5 separate regions of the Mus musculus genome follow, and regions 1, 2, 3 and 4 are each linked to region 5. A link is a contact called in public HiChIP or PLAC-seq, Micro-C and promoter capture Hi-C data. All regions are on one chromosome and are shown on one strand. Each heading gives the region's core, a stretch centred on a gene start, on an enhancer-like site or on the middle of the called end of the contact. The rest is flanking DNA. Distances are from core to core; before and after follow the strand shown. Region 1 has its middle 19 kb from the start of Cyp1b1. Region 2 holds the start of Rmdn2 (regulator of microtubule dynamics 2). Region 3 overlaps Arhgef33 (Rho guanine nucleotide exchange factor (GEF) 33). Region 4 overlaps Rmdn2 (regulator of microtubule dynamics 2). Region 5 holds the start of Hnrnpll (heterogeneous nuclear ribonucleoprotein L-like).

What was found. Promoter capture Hi-C pulls out the DNA fragments that hold promoters and counts their contacts. A called contact is a pair of places that touch in the nucleus more often than the background predicts. HiChIP or PLAC-seq counts read pairs in DNA pulled down with a chosen protein or histone mark.
Region 1: a promoter capture Hi-C map of 3T3-L1-derived adipocytes shows a contact between it and region 5, with 4 times the contacts expected there. The contact joins the enhancer-like site here to the promoter of Hnrnpll in region 5. A contact is called at or near these places in 6 of 39 promoter capture datasets (the 3T3-L1 cell line, 3T3-L1-derived adipocytes, the C10 cell line and 2 more), 1 of 15 datasets of contacts at CTCF or cohesin (the NIH/3T3 cell line) and 6 of 115 datasets of contacts at active chromatin or transcription factors (T-cell acute lymphoblastic leukemia, embryonic limb bud and embryonic stem cells).
Region 2: a contact with region 5 is called in a Micro-C map of embryonic stem cells, with 5 times the contacts expected there. The contact joins the promoter of Rmdn2 here to the promoter of Hnrnpll in region 5. A contact is called at or near these places in 2 of 39 promoter capture datasets (the 3T3-L1 cell line and the C10 cell line), 2 of 484 Hi-C or Micro-C datasets (both in embryonic stem cells) and 1 of 115 datasets of contacts at active chromatin or transcription factors (pancreatic cancer cells).
Region 3: a contact with region 5 is called in an H3K27ac HiChIP or PLAC-seq map of stem cell-derived neural progenitor cells. The contact joins the enhancer-like site here to the promoter of Hnrnpll in region 5. A contact is called at or near these places in 1 of 39 promoter capture datasets (the C10 cell line) and 5 of 115 datasets of contacts at active chromatin or transcription factors (the SCID.adh cell line, embryonic stem cells and stem cell-derived neural progenitor cells).
Region 4: an H3K4me3 HiChIP or PLAC-seq map of embryonic stem cells shows a contact between it and region 5, with 7 times the contacts expected there. The contact joins the enhancer-like site here to the promoter of Hnrnpll in region 5. A contact is called at or near these places in 7 of 39 promoter capture datasets (the 3T3-L1 cell line, 3T3-L1-derived adipocytes, the C10 cell line and 3 more), 1 of 15 datasets of contacts at CTCF or cohesin (the NIH/3T3 cell line) and 6 of 115 datasets of contacts at active chromatin or transcription factors (the NIH/3T3 cell line, the SCID.adh cell line, craniofacial prominence and 3 more).

The regions. Positions count from the first base shown.
Region 1 is chr17:79,694,144-79,697,016 of GRCm38.p6, reverse strand. No RefSeq gene overlaps it. Among named protein-coding and RNA genes, the nearest start is that of Cyp1b1, 19 kb to the left of the region's middle. Within about 2 kb of position 1,271, at least 37 of the 459 cell types and tissues checked have an H3K27ac peak or open chromatin away from gene starts, as enhancers often do. A contact at or near this core is called in 3T3-L1-derived adipocytes and the NIH/3T3 cell line, where this site is marked.
Region 2 is chr17:79,613,800-79,616,499 of GRCm38.p6, reverse strand. It overlaps Rmdn2 (regulator of microtubule dynamics 2), which reads right to left and starts at 1,283. Exons shown (of 11, transcript NM_001368314.1): 1 at 1,132-1,283.
Region 3 is chr17:80,346,279-80,348,978 of GRCm38.p6, reverse strand. Arhgef33 (Rho guanine nucleotide exchange factor (GEF) 33) reads right to left here. Exons shown (of 18, transcript NM_001145452.1): 4 at 1,694-1,858; 5 at 1,250-1,371. Among named protein-coding and RNA genes, the nearest start is that of Gm10190, 26 kb to the left of the region's middle. Within about 2 kb of position 1,343, at least 23 of the 459 cell types and tissues checked have an H3K27ac peak or open chromatin away from gene starts, as enhancers often do.
Region 4 is chr17:79,652,839-79,655,670 of GRCm38.p6, reverse strand. All of the region lies in intron 4 of Rmdn2 (regulator of microtubule dynamics 2), which reads right to left. It overlaps Gm33006 (a long non-coding RNA gene), which reads left to right. Exons shown (of 4, transcript XR_876982.2): 2 at 1-111; 3 at 2,675-2,801. Among named protein-coding and RNA genes, the nearest start is that of Gm33006, 14 kb to the left of the region's middle. Within about 2 kb of position 1,335, at least 10 of the 459 cell types and tissues checked have an H3K27ac peak or open chromatin away from gene starts, as enhancers often do. A contact at or near this core is called in embryonic stem cells and epiblast stem cells, where this site is marked.
Region 5 is chr17:80,060,980-80,063,789 of GRCm38.p6, reverse strand. Hnrnpll (heterogeneous nuclear ribonucleoprotein L-like) reads left to right here and starts at 1,522. Exons shown (of 13, transcript NM_144802.4): 1 at 1,522-2,133. The coding sequence starts at 1,798. It overlaps 4933407O12Rik, which reads right to left and starts at 1,568. Exons shown (of 2, transcript XM_006525248.3): 1 at 1,218-1,568; 2 at 328-1,117. The coding sequence starts at 1,550. The coding sequence ends at 992.

The sequences.
Region 1 (2,873 bases), core at 22-2,521, 370 kb after region 5:
TAACAGATAGATAAAGCAATTAGAGACTCAGTGTTGATACAGAAGAGCACAGCTGTTCTAGCAATGCTCTGGGTCTAGTTGACGTTTGTGGGCCACTCTACACAATACAGCACAGTACACTTTCCACATGGAACATTCACCAAGAGAGGCCACACTCCAGGTAAAAAAATTATACAATTTAAAAATTATAAAAGAAAACTATACAATATAGGCTCAGCCTACAGGATAATCAAGAGAACGATAGCTAAAACAAAATGAAACAAAACAAAACAAAACAACAGAACCAAAACCCAAAGCCCCCCAAAACAAAACTCTAAAGGAGAGTCATCATGTAAAATATTTTGCTATGAGCAAGTGGAGGAAACCCTATTGGGGTATCATTGTTCTGCGGTGCTAAGAGGTAACACTGTGGCCCCCAGCCGGGGAGTCTATGATCAAGTCTGACTAGACCAAGGCATCTCTGCCCCTCCCCATCACCAGCATCTGCCAGTTCCAAGCCCATGTTTGTGATACATGCTTTTTATAATCAGCCCACTTTCTAGGCCGATTCCCTGGTGCCTGCTCTGTGGCAGATTTTATTCTGGATGCTTTGGATGCAAAGCACTGGAGAGCTGTTTCCCATGTGGCTATTGTCTACCTCAGAAGATAAAAGAACACAACCTGGTCCCAAATGCTGAGGTACTTGCTAAAAGGCACAGCCAACTCCAACGGTTGGGATGAAGACAGAGGTAACCAGCCATGAACCATATAGGAGACATTTCAGAGTTACCCAGAAAAGATCTCACTCCACAACGAATATCAAGTTTCCCTTTGGCCCTCTCCCCTAAACACAAAGATAACTAAATCAGCAACACTCAGCTTATTAGATTGTTGGGAAAACCCAAAAACACCCTAAAGAGAGCAAAGTCCAAGTGTTGTACACAGGAAAAATCACACTGAGCAGAATCTGCTCTGGGCTGGAGCCCTTGTGTCTCGGAGACCCTGGGTTGGCCTCCTCCAAGAGCTCCTATGTCCAAGGCAGAGGCCAGCCAGTGGAAAGTCCCTGTCCAGGCTTCAGATTTCTGTGGGCTAAAATGGAGGCTTCCAAAGTCTAGATGGACAAAGAATGGGAGAAAGGGAAGGGAGAAATGAGGAGACTTAAGTGTTGTTGAAAATTGGGAAGGCGGGTACTGACGAGGGTCCTGAGGGCCAGGCCTGTGAGTAAAGAGAGCGAATGCCAGGTTCCACAGGTCCTGCCAGGCCTACAGACTCTGCCAAGCACTGCACACTCATCTCCACAGTTTTCTCTCACCAGCTCATGCCAAATTATCAGCTCACGACTCTTGGCGTTGGTGGTCTCTAGCTCTGGCAGTTAGCGTGACTTGTCTAACCTCAATTTGTTTTTAATCATCTAGACAATGGGATCATAGCCCATGGGGATTAGAAGAGCCAGAGTGTACAAAGTACTATTGGGAGTTCCTCATAGCTGATGGGAAGCTGAGAGTTCACACTAAAAAGTGTTCTGAGACTCTGTGATAAACTGATATCAACTTACCAGCTAGGGAGTGTGCAGCCCGTTCCCTGGGCATCGGTGAGAGAGAGTTGATGGGCAGCTCTTTTCCTGAGCCTTGCATGAAGCCCTGTAGTGTTACCAAGCCCTTCTGAGATCCTGGGCAGGGAGCCCGTTACTGAGTGTTGGTGTGTGAGACTGAGCAGAGGGCTCCTCTCCTGAGCCTTGCATGGGGGCCCTGTGGTGTTACCAAGCCCTTCTGAGACACTGGGCAGGGAGCCCGTTGCTGACTGTTTCTGAAGACATCTATTAAACAAGCAAGATCTGGGGGAACAGTCAATGTGTTTTGCTAAGTTCTTATTTGTGAGTCACTTGAGCAGGGAATCAGGGGTGTGGACATAGAAAGCAAGTGTGGGGGGGCATCTGTGGATGGTATAGGGAACCAGAGGAATGTGTGTCCCCCTGGGAGAAACGCTGGGAAGATCTAACCCATTTCAAGGTGCCAATTATGCTATGCACATCTACTTATCCCTTTAACAAAATCATTCATGGTGGAGGTTTGGATCCCCTTGTTTAGAGAGCTTACAAGTCTCCTATCCAAGTTCGTGCAGGCATCACGTACGAGGTCTGGATTTGAATCAGGCTCCAATGTAATGTGCTTCTTTCTCTTCTATACCATGCTGCCTTTCCCCGAAAGCCCATATTTCTAGATCGATGTACTCTAGTGATAAAGGAGACTTGTTCTTATGTTCTATGCTCTTGATCCTTACTCCCCAGCCCAAAATAGACAAACCCTAGGCAGGCTTGGTTATCCTTGAACCCGTCAGTTCAGTACCATTCTCAGTGGGCTGCTTATCTCAGTAGACTTCAGCAGAGAACCCTGTGATTGCCAGCCAGCTCAGTACTGCTCACCCCGTCCCTATTTTCCCTAGCAGGAACCTAAGAATTTGTTTCCTCTGGTGTTACCAGACCCGCTAATGCAGCAGCTCTCAACCTTCCCAACACTACAACCCTTAAATACAATCACTCACATTTGGTGACCTACCCTCCAACCATAAAATTATTTTTGGTGATACTTCATAACTGTAATTTTTCTACTGGTATGAATAATGATGTAAATCTCTGTGTTTTAGGCCACCCCTGTGAAAGAGTCTTTTGAGCCCCCAGAGGGGTTGAGAATCAACGGTATTCCACATGTCAGCGCAAGAGAGCAGGGCTTCAGTGTGAGTTCTATATCCAGGACCATCCTCACTGCTTCCAGTTCTGGTTGAGCTCTGTGTCTGTCATCACTGTCTGCTAACATGAATGCAAACGGAGTAGAAGGCTTGCAGGCAAAGCTGCTCACCCCCTCCCCCCGCCCCCCGTGCTTGCACAGGGCATCACA
Region 2 (2,700 bases), core at 34-2,533, 450 kb after region 5:
TATAAAAGTTGGAAATCAGAATCTGCTTGCCTACGGTGTACTTTAAAAGGTTGTATAAAATTACTTAAATTGTTTTTAGACTCTTGACTATAGTAGTATACTCTTGTCCTGAGTACAGATAAGGCAACTAAAATTTATTGAGCAGACTTTACAACTCATTTTAAGATGCAAGTTTGCATTTTGGAAGCAAAACATTATTAGTTTACAAACTTCCAGTTATAAATCACTTACGATGAAAAAGGATAGCTATTATGTTTGCATAAATGACCTAAAATTAATACAGTACACAACCAAAGGTTATTAGCAGCGAGTCACCTAGTGAAACAATGAAATGTTGACTTCCAAGGGAACTAGGACACACAATGCTTTTAAAAGAAAACATTGCGTTCATGTCTTAGTTTTACCTCTAGACATTAATGTTCTTAAAGTAACTTGAATGTTTAGAACGAGCTCCTAAGAAACATTCATACGAATTCATCAGCTGGTCCTTGGGATAAGGGGAAGGCATAAAGAGCTCGAACCCATAAACAAGAGGAACGAAAACGACCAAGAGGGTCAAGCAACATGCCTTACAAATCAGCTTTAAGTTTCAAGCTTCGGAAGGCAACATTCGGACGGAGTTCTTGGGGCTATCATGTATTCAGCGATGCAAGTACTTTACCATTGAATTCTAACACTCCATCAGACTTTCATGCATTTCCTCATCTATAATTTAAATTTGGAGCCTTTTAGTATTCAACTTATTTGCAAATGTTAGTAGTAGTGCTGTTAGTCTAGTTTCCATGTTTGTATAAAAAAGGGCAGACAATCAAAATTTTTTTCTTTTTTAGTTGGGGGGCACGCAAAGAGAACAAGGTTGGCGCGAGCCTGAGGCAGGAGCAGAGGCGCGGTGCCCGCCTCCGGTGGTCGCCTGGGCTCGGGGGTCAGGAAGCCACCTCTCCAGGGCGCAGGCTCCTCTAGGATGGTGCCAGGAGTGCCCGCAGCCCCAGGTCACCAGGCGGCAGGCCGCGACCCGGAAGTGGAGCAGCCGCCGGAAGTGCCGCCGCCTTCTTCCACACGCCCCACCGCCCGTCGGACCCGGGCTGCCGAGCCCAGCCCGCCCAGGTACCCCTTCCCTGGCTAGGTACGCACCCGGAGTCGTTGCGCAGGCTTCTCTGGGGCTGGAGCCAGGGAACCGGGACCCGCGGGCGAGCGGGCGAGCCAGGAGAGGATGGCCGAGTGGAACCCTGTGCAGCCTGCGGGTCCCAAGGTCCTGCGTGGTGGCCTTCGTGTCTGACCCAGATAACGGAGGCGCCGGGGGAGGAGCCGCTAGCGGCCCGGGGCTCCCGCCTCCTCCGGCCGCCAGCACTGCTCAGCCCCGGGCTCCGGGCCTGCTTCTCTCGACCCGGAAAGCTGAGCCCCGCAGAGCGCCCCGCAGGCCGCCTCGGAGGCAACTGCCCCCCTCCACCCGGCGCATCCACTGGGCCATCCCTGCCACCGATGGCTTCCAAGGCCTCCCCGCCCTTAGCTCACCTCCACCCCCACGGCACAACTTTTAACCTTCCTTCAGTCAAACGCAGACTTCTTGCACCATCATCTGGTTTTCCTGACTTCAACTCACTTTGATGTTCTATGAACCAAATTCCCAGCCTCTTTGTCCCCTGCTGTTTTGAGTTGCTTTCAGTTCAAAACCAGTCTTCTTGGATTCAGGTGGCTGGTGTTGAAGGTTTGCACAGCATCACGCTCTGCAGATTGTGTAATGATAATTCTGTCAAACTTTTAAAAAACTGCTTAAATGCCCCTCTGTAAAGCTCTCACTTGGAGCATGGTTGACTTAAACTTTTGACTTGATGAGAACAGTCTTTTGGGGGGAGGGTCAATATAGGGTTTCTCTATATAGCCCTGGTTGTCCTGGAACTCACTCTGTAGACAAGGCTGGCCTGGAACTCAGAAATCCGCCTGCCTCTGCCTCCCAAGTGCTGGGACTAAAGGCGTGCGTCACCACTGCCCGGCTGAGAACAGTCTTAATTACTAAAGTTCCCATCAATGAACTGAATAGAATTAAAAATGGATGCACCCCTGTTTATCAAAAACATAAGAACCAAACCGCTGTAAAAAGAATCAGGGTTGATTGATTGTACAATATACTATTCTTTACTGAAGGAAATTGAAGAAAACAATTTCACATTATAGAATTTTTACTTCCTAGTGTGAAATCAAGTTTATTACAACCTAGCTTCTGCCATTTTACTAAAAGCACAGCATGCTGGAGCTGGAGACATGGCCCAGCACACCCTCACAGGACCGGTCTCTAGTCATTCTCCTCTGTAAACAAACCACCCGGCATCTCTTCTTACATGGTGTTCCTTTCATACTGGGTTATACTAGTCTTGGTAAATCCACCAACCTTGATCTCTTTCCCTTGAGAAGCTATTGGACACATTCCTTGTCCCTCGGGGTTCATTTGTGCTTTAAAAGTTTATGCACGAGGGCTGGTGAGATGGCTCAGCAGGTAAGAGCACTCGACTGCTCTTCCGAAGGTCCGAAGTTCAAATCCCAGCAACCACATGGTGGCTCACAACCATCCGTAATGAGATCTGACTCCCTCTTCTGGAGTGTCTGAGGACAGCTACAGTGTACTTACATATAATTAAAAAAAAAAAAAGTTTATGCATGAAAGGATAAAGAGTTTAAGGAAGTAGCCGGGCGTGGCGGCGCACG
Region 3 (2,700 bases), core at 94-2,593, 290 kb before region 5:
AGGATTAAAGGCCTGGCCACCATGCCCGGCTCTTACCAGGGTCTGTAACGTTTGCAGGGTTGAATATTTGCTTGGGGTGATTTACACACCCTTAACAGCTCAATCGCAGAACACCAAGAACCGGAAGCATTTCGCCCAAACAATGTAACCATAAGCTGTTTCCCAGGCTCAGACAACTATGATCCCCATAACATACCAATGAAGACGGCAACTATTTATTGGGCACACTGACTTGTTTCTGCCCAACTATTTATTGGGCACACTGACTTGTTTCTACCCAACTATTTATTGGGCACACTGACTTGTTTCTGCCTGTCAGAAGCACTGACTAACTTTTTTTTCAACTACCCAAGTAAATAACAGCAACACTGGAGAACCTATCGGAAGTTTTAAAACAAAGGAAAATCACTGCTGTCGCAATCCTTAAAACAACAATCCCTCTCTTTCTAGTTATCAATTTACATGTCTTTACATCGAAAATCAAGCTATGTACACATTGCATATCATTTTGATTTCATGTCATATCATGTTAAATATATTTTCCCATGAAATGCTACCATCCATTTTTATACTAACCATTTTTTCCATCTGCATATGTGTTTGTATGTTTGCATACATGTGAACACATATATGTAGATACGTGTTCATGCATGTGGAGGCCTGGAGTTGAGGTTGTAAGTTATCCTCCATTACTTTCTACTCATGCCATCGAGGCAGGGTCTTTCAATCAAACCCAAAGCTCACCAATACGACTAGTTCACAGGCTGGCTTACATCGTGACAGCTACGTGGGCTAAAGATCCAAGCTCTGTTGCTTTTACAGATTTGTGGTGAGTGTTTTGGGATTTTTGTTTGTTTTGTTTTGTTGTTGTTTGCGTGTGTGTGTGTGCGTGTGTGTGTGTGTGTGTGTGTGTGTGTGTCTACACATACCCATTCACCTACAGAGGCCAGAGAAGGGTGTTGGATCCCCTGGAGCTGGAGTCGAAGGCGTCTGTGAACTGCCTGATGAGGTTCTGGGAACTAAACTCTGGTCCTCTGCAAAAGCAGCCAGTGTTCTTGACTATCAAGCCATTTCTCCAGCCCCAGTATTAACCAGGACTATATGGCTTCATCCCTTCCAGCCCAGGCCGCTCTGTGCTGCTCAGGAGCCCACTCCTTATGTGCGAATAGCTGGAAGTTTTCTCAGGGCTTCTGTGGCAGGGCCATTGCTTATGGGTTTGCCCTGAATGGATCTTTTTTAAGATACTCACTTGGCTTTGACCTTTCGAGATTCTCTTCTCTTCTCCTGCTGCAGCTGTTCGATTTTCTGCTGCATTTCTTCTTGCTTGGAAGTGATGGCCTGAATCATGGACATTGCATTGCTCAGCTCTTCCTACAATGCAATAATTGCTGCATTTTACACTGGCTCATGGGGTAAGAGAACACAACAGCCGGTCTCCCATAAGCCTTTACCTAGCTGCATGCTTTTGAGTGAACGGGGAATGAGAGGTGAAGTATGCTTTCATTGTGGTTTCTAATTTCAACACAGAGCTCAGCAACTGCAAACCGTGCAGTAGCTATTGTTCTGTGATAACTAACAGATGACTCAGAGGGAACGTTCTTACCCTCGGCTGCTGTAAGAAAAGGCAAATTTCCTGCTTCTGGTACTGGGACCAACATACTCTTTTCATCAGGGAAATAAGAGAGGCTCCCACCTTGAAGTAGTTTAATGAATTCTTCATCTCCGTGACTTTCTCTTCCATTGAACATCGGCAGCTCTTGACCTTCTCTTCCAAAGCGTATTCTCCATGTTGGATCCGTGTCAGCTCCTGCATTGCTTCTGTGAAGCCCGTTTTCAGTTCCGAGGCCAGGGCCTGCAGCTGAACAGTTTGGGAAGAGTGAACTTGGCTCGCTCTAAGTTTTTATAAGAGGCACCAGTGACCCCCCCCCCCCCGACCTCTTCCTTTTCTGAGAACACAAGCTCTTGAAAACTCTCGTGGGCTTTGTTTACCCAAATCTGGAATCTTTTAGATGACTCTGCCCCTATTCGTCCAGGGCAGAGGTCACCTCTGCTGTGTGCACTGAAGCTTGACCAGCAACAATAGAGCACGCGGTTTGTTCAGGTCCTCGTGCATGCTGCCGTTACTAAAGAGCCCTTGACACAAGACTGAGGCTGAAACCAGGAGGTGATGACCCATACCATTAATCCAGCTTAAGACAAAGGCAGAATCTCCGACTTCAAGGCCAGCCTGGTCTACAGAGAGTCCCCAGACAGAGAGAGAAAGAGAGAGAGAGAGAGAGAGAGAGAGAGAGAGAGAGAGAGAGCCCGGCTTACTAGGAAACTAAAGCATGTAAATGAAGACAGTTCTGATCCAGCACTTGAATTCTGTGAGAGAAGTGACGAGCCAGTCTCTAATTATCATCAGAATATAAAGAAATTCTGTACTTTTCCCCTAAAGAAGTGAAAAATAAAAATAAGAGGGGGGGCTGAAGAGCTGGCCTAGCGGTTAAGAGCACTGGAAGCTCTTCCAGGGGACTCCAGTTCAGTTCCTAGCACCCAAGCCAAGCGGCTCACATCACCTGTAATGCCAGCCCCAGGGGAGTCAACACCTTCTGACCCTCAAACGCAGTTGCACACACGCATGCACATACAATCATACATACAATCATACAAACGTGCATACATGCAAACAATCAAAATATTAAAAATAAATATTTTTAA
Region 4 (2,832 bases), core at 86-2,585, 410 kb after region 5:
TTCAATCACAGCAAAGAAAATTGCCTGAGTTCATCTGCAGGCAGAATGCTGCCCAAGAAGGACAGACACAAGGAACTCAACTGCCAAGCTCTTCTAAGACAGGATAAACAGGTCCATCATAATTCCTGTTTCACAAAAGGCCTGTCAGATTTTCTGGGCCAGAAGGCTGAAGACGATGCTCCAATGTTTTAGAAAATATTGGGGACTGTCCAGGCAGTCAACAGGCTCTGTCATTTCTATAATTTTTGGAAGCTGTGACCCTGCACTTCCTACATACTAAAGTAATATTTATTCCTTCTCAGGTCTCTGATGGGGTTGGAGACTAGATAGTCATAGTCTTAACATAAGTTTAAGATGTTTAGGATTTAAGAAGATGTACCTGGAGCTGAGACGAAAGGATGGACCATCTAGAGACTGCCATATCCAGGGATCCACCCCATAATCAGCTTCCAAACGCGGACACCATTGCACACACTAGCAAGATTTTATTGAAAGGACCCAGATGTAGCTGTCTCTTGCGAGACTATGCTGGGGCCTAGCAAACACAGAAGTGGATGCTCACAGTCAGCTATTGGATGGATCACAGGGCTCCCAATGGAGGAGCTAGAGAAAGTACCCAAGGAGCTAAAGGGATCTGCAACCCTATAGGTGGAACAACATTATGAACTAACCAGTACCCTGGAGCTCTTGTCTCTAGCTGCATATGTATCAAAAGATGGCCTAGTCTGCCATCACTGGAAAGAGAGGCCCATTGGTCACTCAAACTGTATATGCCCCAGTACAGGGGAATGCCAGGGCCAAAAAAAAATGGGAATGAGTGGGTAGGGAAATGGGGGGGGGAGGGTATGGGGGACTTTTGGGATAGCATTGGAAATGTAATTGAGGAAAATATGTAATAAAAAAAAGAATATTTAGATTCTCCTCCTTAAAAAAAAAAAAAAAAAAAAAAAGATGTACCAAGTCTAAGAAGATGATTTTAGGATGTTAATACAAATTAGGATAGAAAATGATTTAGATCTAAAACTCTAAACTCACCAAGATAGGACAGATGATAGAATCTAAATTGCCAAATATAAACAGATAGGCTTTTAAATTTAACTCTTTCCTAATAATTGTCATTATTGTTTTATAATTGTTCCACTCTAAGTTGTTTATTGTTATTTAGACAAAAGGGGGAAATGCGGAGGTTTGGTGAGTTGCTATGTATTGTAATGCTAAATTCTGAATCCCAAGGTCTAGCTGCCTCAAGATGACTGAATTCTCAGGTATGCAACCTTTTGTATTGCAAACCTTGCTTGTTAATTTAAAACCATTAGTTGATAAAGACGCCTATAGCTGGGCAGGAGAGGTGGGTGGGGCTTCAGTTCCTGGGATTGGGGTCTGAGGAGAGACCAGAGGAGAGGGTGAAGAGGAGGAAGGAGGAAGGCGCCATGGGGCAGGTGAGTCAAGAGTGCATGGCCTGTTGGAGCAGGAGCAGCAAAGGTGGGACATGGCAAGTGAAATCTTGAGGTTACTGACAGAGAAGTAAACAAACTAGCATAAGGGGTTGATAGATGCCCAGCTCTAATGCTTAAAGGCTTATTATAAATATAAAGATTTTGTGTGTGTGTGTGTGTTTTAATTTGGGAACTAAATGATCTAAGGTGAGGTAGAAGCCCCCAAATAATACTTACTGGAGAACTGAACTATGATGGTTAGTCATTGGTCCTTTATACAGTCATTTCTCTAGTGTGGCACTGTCACACTCACGGGTCCCTTCTTGCACCTCTCCTCACCCTTTCTTGCCACACTTCATTTTAGCACTGTTCCCAGAACACTAACATGGTGAGGTAATTTCTTAAGTGTACAATTAAAAGTGATCCTTTTTGCTTTACTTCAGTATTTGAATACATTCCTTCTGTATGAATGAAAATGGTGCCCTCTTCTTCTTGTGACATGGTAAATTTTCTTCTTAAGGATAAATCTCATTTTAACCCCATGCGGCACTCTGGCCGCTAGATCTCCATCCTGTTTTCCTATTTCTCTGTCTCATATATCAACTCATGTTCCAGCTTCATTCTGTCACTGTGACAAATAACCATGACCAAAAGGGACTGAGGAGGACTCATCATAGACTGTCATTGGGGAAAGTCACAGCAGAAACTCAAGCAGGGACTCAGGTGCAAGCCTGTTTGCCATTCCACACACTCCTTCTAAACAAAGAACTTACCCACAGCCAAGGAAGAGCAGCAGAAACCAAACCATGGAGGAATGCCACCTGACGGCTTGTTTGCAGGTCCATGCTTATCTACCTTTCTTCTTCAGTCTGGAACTATCTGCCCAGGGATTGGTCCCACCCACAGTGGGCTGGGCCCTCTTACATCAATTATCAACCAGGACAATCCCCACAGTCATGCTCACAAATCTGATCTAGTAAATCCCTCTGCTGAGATCCCTTCTCAGACAACTCTAAGTTTCATCAGGTTAATACTTAAAGCTGGAAGAACATCTCACTTGAGCTCTCGTTCAATTTAAAAACAGAGTCTAGAGAATTTTACCTGTGGGAACTGTTATCTCCATAAGAAGATTTCCCTACATGAACCTCTAGCTCCTGCTATCGACTCCTCATTTTCTTTATACAAACTTAACACCCTGTAGTCTGAAAACAACTCCCCATTTCTATTTGTCCCTTTAGATATTATTATAGAAATGCATCACCTTCCCAACAAACTCAGAGGCTTCCCTCCTGTATTTTGTGCTCTTGGTCCCGTCTGCTAACAGAAGACGCAAGAGGAGTGCTCGAGAAAGATACATTACTGCTGGTGAGTGTCAAACACATTGCACATCAATATG
Region 5 (2,810 bases), core at 273-2,772:
CCTGAACTTTCTTGCACAGAAACTTTTGCACTGTCAATTTGTATGGAGCATCTGACTCAGACAAAAACTTTTGGGCAAAACTGGTGCAGTGTTTTTCTGACTGCGGATGCAGTTGCTCTCGCTCAGGACGTTTCCTTATCTGTCCCCAGCTCTGCAATTCCTTCTTTGATATTTCTTCGGTACACGTCAGTCTTATCTTAATTTTAAAGACATATTTCTAATTTTCAGTTCTGCAAGCGGCCTCTCTCTCTCTCTCACACACAGTGGTACAGTTTGCAGAAACGCTTAGATTCCTTAGGATTCTAAAATGACAAGCGACGCAAAGTATAAAGGAGAAAGCAACATATGTTAAAAGAACGATCACACATCTTTCTGGGGGAAGAAATGCCTTTGGGGGAAAAAAAACAGGCTAGAGGAGGGAACAACCCACAACTGGGAAAGGAAGAGGTTCAAAACAAGTGCGCAGAACGAATCTTAGTTTTCCAAGGCTTAAAGTAACAGGGCACTTAGGGCGCGGTGGGTTTCTTGCTAGCTAGACACCATAATTTCAACCCAGTAAGTTGGTCACTGAAATCCATTCGGGGGTGGATTGGGTTGGGGTGAACTGTACTGGAACTAGATTATAAAAATGAACACAGTACCTGCCCTTAAGCACGTCCAGTTTTGTTTTGTTTTAAAACAACACCTTTAGTTATTCAAAGGCCTTTTGCAAATAGAAACAGCTAAAAACCTTAAAACAGTCTTTAGGCTTCACAGAGGAAGTGAGTTGTGGGCTGGAAACGAACAGGATTGTGAGAGTTTCCTATTTTGGAAAATGAAGACGATCATTCAGAACAGTGAGAATAGGGGTTTTAGAGGAAGGTTGAGAATATGTAACTGCAGCAGGGACTTGGATAGGTATGTCTGCAGCAATAGGTCCGGTTTGCAGGTCACCTATGCCCTGCGCAGACCTGTGTGCATCATCTCGCTGGCTCGCCACAGTCAGTAACAGCTAACGGTTGTTCTGTTTAGTTAGTGGCGCAGAGTCCACGCGCTTTCGGGGGCTGTGTGTGGTTAGGTGCGCGGAGATTCTCCAGGTTTCCCTCATCTTTTTAAAGATTCTCCAGGTCTCCCTCATCTTTTTAAAATGAAGAAGAAAAGCATTCAAATTAGCGGGAAGGCGGTTAACACCCACAGCCCCGACTCTGCCGAACGCATCGCCGGCTCCTCACATTCACCCGGTATCTCAGCGGCGGCCAGGGCCTAACAGCGCTAACCGCCACGGGGCTGCAACCGCTGCGGAACCGCGCGCAGCGGGCGTTGCACGGTCCCGACCGGAGCCCAGCGAGAGTCCAGGCTGGGATTCTGACGAGCAGTTCTTCCAGCCAATTGGAAGCCAGATCGACTTTCGCTCTTCCAATAGGAGGCGGAAGTTCGGCAAGGGGGCGGAAACTCTCGGGCCCTGGATCCCATCCCGCCCGGCGGCAGTCAAGGCGGGGTGGAGGCTCCGCCTGAGCGGCGGGGAGCGGATCAGGGAGGAGGGAAGACCGGAAGCCACGGCCCGGCCCCATCCTTACTTTCGCGTCCCCCCCGGGGCTGGGAGCCGCGAAGCTGGCGGAGGGAGAGGCTGGAGGCTGGCTGAGAGATAAAGGGAAGCGTCCCCTCAGCCCGCGCTCCCTTCTCAGTCACGGGCTCCTGGAGCGCGCCGCGGAGGACGCCGGGCCAGCTCAGACCCGCGCCGAGGAGGCGCAGCCCGCGGCGGGGACCGATCAGCGACATCTGAGGCCCGTCTCCCGCGCCGTCTCCACCGCCGCCGCCATGTCCTCCTCCTCCTCCTCCTCCCCCAAGGAGGAGACGTACGAGGAGGACCGGGAGTTCGAGAGCCAGGCCAAGCGCCTCAAGACCGAGGAGGGAGAGATCGTCTACTCGGCCGAGGAGAGCGAGAATCGCCAGGAAGCGACGCCTCAGGCGGGGAGCGATAGCGACAGCGGCGGCGGCGACGGAGGCGACGGAGACGGAGGCAGCGGCGGCGGCGGCGACGGCGAGGAAGGCGAAGGTGGAGAAGAAGGCGACGAAGGCGACGGCGATGAGGGAGGGAGCGGCGGCGACGAAGGTGGCAGCGGCGGTGGCCCTCGGAGCATGCCCCTGTCCACGGTAACAAAGCGCGGCGCCGCGCCGCGTCCCTCCAGCAGGGCCCGGCGGCGGGGGTTCGGCCTGGCCGCCTTTGCCGCTGCGTGCACGCCGAGCGCGTAGCTGGCGACTCGGACTGATTCTTTCCTTTATTGCCCACGATCCCCGAATCCCGAATGCCGGCTTTGGGTGGGCTTGGGGTGCCGGGCCTCCCGGAGTCCGGGCCCTGAACTTGGGGAGGGTAGCGGGGTGGGGGCGGCGGGGGCGGGCGGGTGTCGCTTCCGCTCCGGGAGGCTGCGCCGCGCGCCCTCGGCGGGATCCGCTCTTTGTTAGTTGAGCAACTCCGGCTCCGAGGCTGTGCTGGGGACCCGGCCTCCCCGACCCGCATCATCCTCACGCTGGGCAACCATAACGGGAAGGCTCTCGTGGCCTCGTCTCCGTGGGAACCGCGATGCAATGACAAATTGCGCCCTCGTGCTCTCCCCGTAGTTTAGCCCTCGCTAGTTTAATATCTTTCTATAGAAAAGGCTTTGTGGGCATGGGGTTCATTCAGGCCAGGCAATGGCCAAGATAAGTTTTCTTGTTACAGAAATGAGTGGGCCGGTGATCTAAGTGTGTGTGTGTGTGTCTGTCCCTGCTGTCAAATAAAAGGCGTTCAGATGACGAGAGTTCTTCATTCATAATGTACTTCAAGTTTGTCC